Regions from separate parts of the Mus musculus genome. Here region 2 is linked to region 1. The links are chromatin contacts, called in public Hi-C maps. All regions are on one chromosome and are shown on one strand. The core of a region is the stretch at or near the end of the contact, and the rest is flanking DNA. Distances in the headings are between cores, read along the strand shown. Region 1 holds the start of Cacna2d3 (calcium channel, voltage-dependent, alpha2/delta subunit 3). Region 2 has its middle 27 kb from the start of Gm35281.

Evidence for each region. A called contact is a pair of places that touch in the nucleus more often than the background predicts.
Region 2: a Hi-C map of cortical neurons shows a contact between it and region 1, with 3 times the contacts expected there. The contact joins the enhancer-like site here to the promoter of Cacna2d3 in region 1. A contact is called at or near these places in 6 of 39 promoter capture datasets (the 3T3-L1 cell line, 3T3-L1-derived adipocytes, maxillary cranial neural crest and 3 more), 3 of 484 Hi-C or Micro-C datasets (cerebral cortex and cortical neurons), 2 of 115 datasets of contacts at active chromatin or transcription factors (embryonic stem cells and neural progenitor cells) and 1 of 9 other capture datasets (liver).

Annotation. Positions count from the first base shown.
Region 1 is chr14:29,720,023-29,723,641 of GRCm38.p6, reverse strand. Cacna2d3 (calcium channel, voltage-dependent, alpha2/delta subunit 3) reads left to right here and starts at 1,778. Exons shown (of 38, transcript NM_009785.1): 1 at 1,778-1,996; 2 at 2,689-2,770. The coding sequence starts at 1,875.
Region 2 is chr14:29,768,004-29,771,695 of GRCm38.p6, reverse strand. No RefSeq gene overlaps it. Among named protein-coding and RNA genes, the nearest start is that of Gm35281, 27 kb to the left of the region's middle. Within about 2 kb of position 2,000, at least 5 of the 459 cell types and tissues checked have an H3K27ac peak or open chromatin away from gene starts, as enhancers often do. A contact at or near this core is called in cortical neurons, where this site is marked.

The DNA.
Region 1 (3,619 bases), core at 529-3,028:
CACTAGCCCCGGGGTCAGGCTGTGCTTGGTTCAGTTTGGAAAGGGCTGGCATGCGTTCATAGGCTGGAGGTGTGTTCAGAAGCAGAGAATTCATTATAACTAGTTAGTCATCCATGGAGACACTGCCCGTGGGTGGGGTGCACTTGGCACTGGTGGGCCGGGTTCCTGGTGCTGCTTCCCTAGGTAGGTGTGTGACTGGCCTTAAGCCCACGGAGGCTGGGGTCTACCAGTACTCAGAAAAAAGCCTGGCAACGAGCCCCTCACATTCGACTCAGTAATCCAAACCGTTCACCACCAAGATAACTTTTCCGGAGACTGCTGTGAGGGAGAGCCATGCTGGATCCTAGCCGGATACTACCCCTACCCTTACTCAGTTCTCTGCAATTGAGTGCAAAGAACTAGGTAGGGTGTGGGTGTGGGGGGGGGGGAGAACCCCTGTAAATCCCAGAGGCGGAAATACATGCACATAAGGAGAACCGAGGCGGCGGGGGCGCGTTCGGAGACTAGGCGAGGTCAGGAGCGCACGGCTGCCCCAGGTCGCCCGAGTTTGCTCCGCCAGGCGAGGATGACTCAGCCTCACTCGGGTCTTTACCGTCAGCCCGCGCGAGGGCTCCACAAAGTTCCTAGTCACACCCTAGAGCTTGAACGAGGATGGGGGACAAGGTTTTTCTAAGGGTGGGGCCGCGGCAAAAGAGACATCCTGGGGCTTTCCCTGTGGGTATTCAGAAGCCTCGCCCGCGCTCAGCTGCCTCTTCCCGGGCGGGGGCTGGTGTGCGGAACCTCCGTGCTCGGAGCAATCTGAACCCCCCTCCTCCCCCCGCAGAATTAAGGGTGTCTGCCGGTCAGGTTGGACTTTCCGCTGCGTTTGCTTCCTTTCCCGCCCGGGCATCCTGGTCCCTGGGTGCACCGTGTAGCAGTGCGGACCCCGGACCCCGAGCTTCAGTAGGCTTGAAAGCACCCCGGCCCGTGGTCCGGAACGCCAGCGGTAGCTGTGCGGCCGCCGGGTGCCCGCGCCGCGACTGCAGCGCCACCCTCCGCGCTTTCCTCCAGTCGCCGCGGCGGTGGAGCAGCGATGGGCGGCCACGCCGCGGTGCACTCCCTAGAACCCGACCCCCTTGTCCCATCCCCAGCCCGTTCTGCCGCTATACGAGCCGGTCCACTGCCGCTGCCGCCGCCCGCTGGCTTCTTCCAGACTTCTGCCTCTTCCCAAGGAACCGTGAGGGGAATCGGGAGGGGGTCGCACCACCTCTAGGCTCCGCAGCCCCCCACCACAACGCCCCTGACCAGTCCCCGGGGCTCCTGACCAGATCAACTACTGGCAAAGTGTGGAGCATCGGGGTCCTCGGCCTCGCTCCCGAGCCGCCCACCCCCATTCCGCTCCGGTCGCCAGGGCCTGGGGACCGCCCGGGGCCACCCGAGAGTCGCGCCCGTGGCGGCGGACTGCGGAGTTGTAAAGAACTCAGCGGCCGCAGTGGGCCGGACCGGGCGAGGCACGAGCCGTGGCGGCCAAGGACACTTGAGTTTGCGAGTCTCCGCCCGCGAGGCGCCTCCCGCCCTCCCGCCGCGGCTCGCCGGACTCCCCGGGGCCGCCGAGGCGGGGCTGGGCAGCTGCCGCGGCAAGAGGCGCGTCTCGCTCCCTCCTCCCGCGCCTGCCTACTCCCCAGTGCTCCCTCCCGCCTCCTCTCCGCCCTCCCCTCCCCTCCCCCCGTACCCCGCTGCTTCCCCCCCCCCCCTGCTCCCCAAGTGAGCCGGGCGCGCGAGAGGCAGGAGGGGCGGCGCGCGGCGGAGCAGGCAGCCCAGCGCGCTCGCCCACCGCCCGCCCGGCGCAGCTCTCCGCGGCCGCTCCAGTCGCCGCCGCCGCCGCCGCCGCCAGGATGGCCGGGCCGGGCTCGCTGTGCTGCGCGTCCCGGGGGGCCTCGGCGCTCCTAGCCACCGCGCTTCTCTACGCCGCTCTGGGGGACGTGGTGCGCTCCGAGCAGCAGATCCCGCTCTCCGTGTAAGTGCCTGGTGTTGGGACTCCCCGGGAGGGGCGGCTAGCGCCCGAGAGAGACCCGGGGCGCCCAAGTTTGGGCGCCTGCAGGTGCGGCTGGGCAGGACCCACGGCGGGTGCGGGCCTCGCCTCTTGCACCTGCCTCTCAGCATCAGCACCCAGTGGCGGGAGACTAGGGTGGAACCTTCTCGCCCTTTCCCTGGGGCTGGGGAGTAAGACCTGGAGAGGTTCACCTCAAGTGACAGCGCCAAGTTTAGAGCCTGTTTACAGACTGCAACTTCCACGGGCTGTTTAATGGTCCCCTTTTCTGCTACCTTGCCATCCTACTTTTCCGGGAAGTGGGGTGGGGGTGGGGATGGGTGGATTTCTTCAGAGTAGTATTTGCCAGGTGATGCTCATTTTAGGTGTTTAAGTAACCAGGCAATTGTTTCTATGAAAGCCCGTGGTCTTCTTAGAGAGCCAGGCTTTACACCTTCTGAACTCCGGTGACCCCGGACCCCATCCCGCGCTGCGCTCTACATCTTGGTGCGGGTAGTTTGTAAGAGAGAGTTTTTTTTTTTTTTTTTTTTTTTAATCTTTCTTTCCTTTTTCCTTTAATGTTCTATCGCCCTGCTCTTTCAGCCACAGCCCGGTGTGTGCGCGTGTGTGACGGTGACACTGGTATTACATTTCTTCCCTCTGCTCTTTTCTCCCCATAGAGTGAAGCTGTGGGCCTCCGCTTTTGGTGGGGAGATAAAATCCATCGCTGCCAAGTACTCGGGCTCCCAGCTTCTGCAAAAGGTAAGGTTTCTGTGGTGACAGACAGCGATGATTTTTCTAGCACAGAAAATGGAGGCAGATTTAGTTTTTCCAAACAAACGTGAGCCCAGAGCTGCATCAGTTATCAGAGTAGTCTCTGATCTCCCGTTCTTGGCATTGTACTGTGCAGTGACTTCTCCCTACCAACCGGTTATTTTTAGATGACACTTGATTCCAAACACAAAGAAAAGCAGGATACTCACTCGCACTGTCCTGGCTGGGGCTCGGAAACAGTGTGTTTGCATGGCTCTTCTCGCAGTTGTTGGTATTGCTGTCTCAGTGCGAGAGCAGATGCTTCCCTGGCCAAAAGATGCTAACTTCTTCCAAGGGGCAGAATCCGGCGGGCAGCGTCTGTTTTCGGAGCCTCCACCTTGCTCGGGAGTCATAGGGTTCAGTGTATTGGCGAGATACCAGCAGCTTTGTTTGTCATCCCTGCAGTCCTACAATCCCATTATTCCCCAATCATCTAGACCCAGGGCTGGGGTGCATTGCATCATTACAGATAAGGCGAATGGATGTGGTTATCTTTCCACTCAGCTGCACTGCCGGGTAATAAGCTCTGAGAGTGGTCCACAAACTTAGGAAATTGGTCTGCGTCCATATATTTCTGTAAAGTAATGAGAATGGAGAATTGATTATTAGGCTGGTATCAGGAGTTGCATCAGTTTTAATTCAAATAGGCAGCATAAAGCTTAAAATTACATCTTGAGATATATGGCCCTCTTTATCCCCTTTAAGATAAAGAATGAGCTGGTGGGTGGGTGGGTGAGGGTGGAGACCAGAGCGGGTGAAAAGAATTTCAAGCTAGTAAACGAACCAAATTAATCCAGA
Region 2 (3,692 bases), core at 751-3,250, 48 kb before region 1:
TGCTCGGGAGAGTGCCTTCCAGGCCCTAATAGCCTTTTCATCTGATTCAGAACTACTAAGAACTGGCTCCTTGAGCTCATCTAGTGATGAGTATAGGCTCCTTCTCCTAGAAACCTCCGCTGATTGATCTTTTTTCTTTTCTTTTTCCTTCTCCTTCCTTCTAATCTCTCCCCAGGTATTCTTACCTGACCTAAACTTTTCCTCAGGTTCAAGACCCGTGGAAAGGCCTGTATACTTATTTTGTGAACCATATTTCCTCTTTGCTCCTACTCTCTCTCCCCGCTTTACTTCTGATAGATTGCCCTGAATTTCATCCAGAATTTTCAGCCCTGCCTTAACCGCTTGATAACATGTGAAAAGGAACAAAAAGGCTCCTAACACTAGAAAAAGTTCAAGGCCAAACATACCTTGTAAAGCTATTTCCCACTTTACTTCTGATAGACTGTCTTGAATTTCATTAGAAAGTTCAAGGCCAGACTTACCTTGTAAAGCTATTTCCCACTTTACTTCTGATAGACTGTCTTGAATTTCATTAGAAAGTTCAAGGCCAGATGTACCTTGCAAAGCTATACTTACGGGTACCCTGTTCCCCAGCTGAAGAGTTCTGAATTCACGCAGTTGAATCCTTCTCAACAGTCTGTTTTGCGGGAACACTTCATTACCACCGTTCCCCAGCTGAAGAGTTCTGAATCCACGCAGTTGAATCCTTCTCAACAGTCTGTTTTACGGGAACACTTCATTACCATGACCCGCAGTTCTGGTTCCGGAATGAGGGATCTTCCTTGCGCCGGTGTGATGGTAGTTTCCGTCCGGGTTTTCTCGTCCCAGGTCTTCTCGTCCCGGGTCTCAGCACCAACTCTTACACGCGTTCACGAGACCGGCCAGGAAAGACGCAGCAAACCAGAATCTTCTGCGGCAAAAGCTTTATTGCTTACATCTTTAGGAGCAAGAGAGCAAGAGAGCAAGAGTGCAAGAGAGAGAAGCAAGAGCCAGAGCAAGAGAAAGAACAAGAACAAGAAAGCAAGAGAAGAGAGAGAAAAAGAATGGCAAAACCCCGTCCCTTTTAAGGAGAATTATCCTCCGCCTAGGACGTATTACTCCCTGATTGGCTGCAGCCCATCGGCCCAGTTGTCATCACGAGAAAGGCAGAACACATGGCGGGAAAACTGCCCCTGCACGTGTGCAGATTATGTTTACCACTTAGAACACAGGATGTCAGCGCCATCTTGCAACAGCGAATGTGAGGGCGGCTCCCCACATTGAGAAGCAGGAAGGATGGAAAGAAAATTATTTTAATAATATTTTCATCTTCCTCATAGGCATCCTTTGGGTGTGCCTCAACTGCAAGGCAATGGTTCCATGTCTGCATCAAAAGTGGAGGTGATAGAAATGATTATTGTGGGAGGTTCTAGAAAGGTCATGTTTTGAAAGGTCTACCAGAGGTATGGATTTGCCTGCCTCTGGCCTTTTGGGGTGGTCACCTCAAGGTCATGGTGTGAGTTGCTTTGATACTGGACTCCATGGCAATCCTTGAATACAGTTAGTTTATTCAGTTGCTATTGAGTTGCCAACATATAGAGGAACATGGAACTGTCAGTCAAGACAGTCTAAAATCCCTGAACACACAGGCCTGTGTCCTACTGGGGCTGAAGATGATGTCATCCACATAATACAAATGACTCATTCATAGCATTTGTGACCTCAAGAGCAACTGTATGAAGTGGGCAGAGCAATAGAAGTAAATGATGTTAAAGAGAGAAAACTAAGGAAGCCCAGAGAGGTTAGTGACTTGCCCAAGGCCACAGAGTTAGCACAGGAACCAGGGGGGAGTTTATGAGCTCCAATTCTTCATCCACTGCTCATTTTAATAAGTTCCTCCTGTGGGAAAAAAAATGAAGGATTCATTAAGCTACCAAGCTTTCAGAGTGGGGCACTGTGCCTACATTTAGGGGCATTCAATTTGAGTGTGTATTTATAGAGGCGTTAGGCTCCTGCCGTTGTGCTTGGTCCTGGAATAGAAAATAGACTCAGTGCCTGGGAGAACGCCATGGAGGAGAAAGACATTAGTCAGATATTCCATGAATATTACAGTCAGTGAAAACTTACACATTTGCCCATATGTCACACATCCCGAACAAAGAGACCTTAGAGTTTTAATCTAAGCTTGAATATGTTTTCATTCATTGTATGTTGAATACCTGGATGCTAAGCAGAATGATAGTTTCATACTGTGGGTTTTTCTTTTTTTCTAGAAAGGTAACATAGCCCTTCTGCCATAGAGTCTGTTTCTGTATGTTATGAACAACAGAGTAGCAGCCTATGGAAACATTGGGTTGGCATGAATCTGTCTCTTATTTAAGGTACCTATATTTTTAGTGCTCAGAGATGAATACGTAATTCTATAGGGAATGAGTGTACGTTTGCATTGAGACCAACTATACCTGTGTTTTAGATGGATGAACTCGAAACCACATCAGACCTGTTGAATGTATAGCTAGGCATCTCCCTTCCCCTCTTCCTCTCCCTTTCCCCCTCCCCCTCCCTCCCCCCCCCCCTGTGTCCATGATGTGTTGCATGGGTATTTGTGTGTTGCAGGAACAGAAGATAACACCACATGCCTTCCACATTATATTTTTAAACAAGGTCACTCAACTGAACATGGAGCTCTCTGGCTAGGCTGATTGGCCAGCTAGTCCCAGGGATCCTCCTACGTCTGTCTCCCCAGCCCTAGGATTCCAGCCACATCCCACTGTGCCTGGCTTTTTAAGTGGGTGCTGGGGATTGAAACTCTGGTCCTCTCATGCTTGCATGGTAGGTGCTTTACCAACTGAGCCACCTACCCAGCCTGTAACTTTTTTGTTTTGTTTTGTTTTGGTTTGGTTTTGGTTTTTGAGACAGGGTTTCTCTGTGTAGCCCTGGCTGTCCTGGAACTCACTCTGTAGACCAGGCTGGCTTCAAAATCAGAAATCCGCCTGCCTCTGCCTCCCAAGTGCTGGGATTAAAGGTGTGCTCCACCACTGCCCAGCCAGCCTGTAATTTACAGGCTTCCATTTGTGGCCTCAGTTCCTATCGAAGTTTAGGGACAGCCTTGCTCAACACTATCTACTTAAAACCCATTCCTCAGCAAAATCTAGTAGGTCTATTAGGGTGCTGGTGTGGGAGAATTCAACCCTAAAGATTAATTCAACATTGCCTGCCAACTCCTGGACCCATTGCCATGGTGCCCAATTGCCTAGCTGCTGTCTGGATGAACATATATATGCTACTTCAGAGCTGCTGCATAGGCCCCTGAAGTTACAATATGAATGGGCCCATGTGTTGGGGTTGGTCTCGTGCTACTATGTATTCAGATGCTAAATACTGGGCCCCAAGATCCAGTTGCCTGCCCCCCATGAGAAGATCCTCATGTACACCAAGTAGTTACTTGATGTGTAACCTTGTTATGCACCGTGCTATGTAAGCTCACTCCCCAAGTTAACTAGTCACTAAAAAGCCTAGGATTGAGGTGGATGGGGTTTTAGTTACTTGGCTAGGGGTCACGGTAAAGAGGGAGAAGAAGAAAGGAGACCAAGAAAGCCGCCATGAGAGGAGACGGACCATGAGCACATGGCTAGAAGAAACAGCCAGTAACAAGGGCCTTATAACTGGGATGTAAGTTAGAATAGTTCAAAATCTGCCCAATCTAGGCTCAG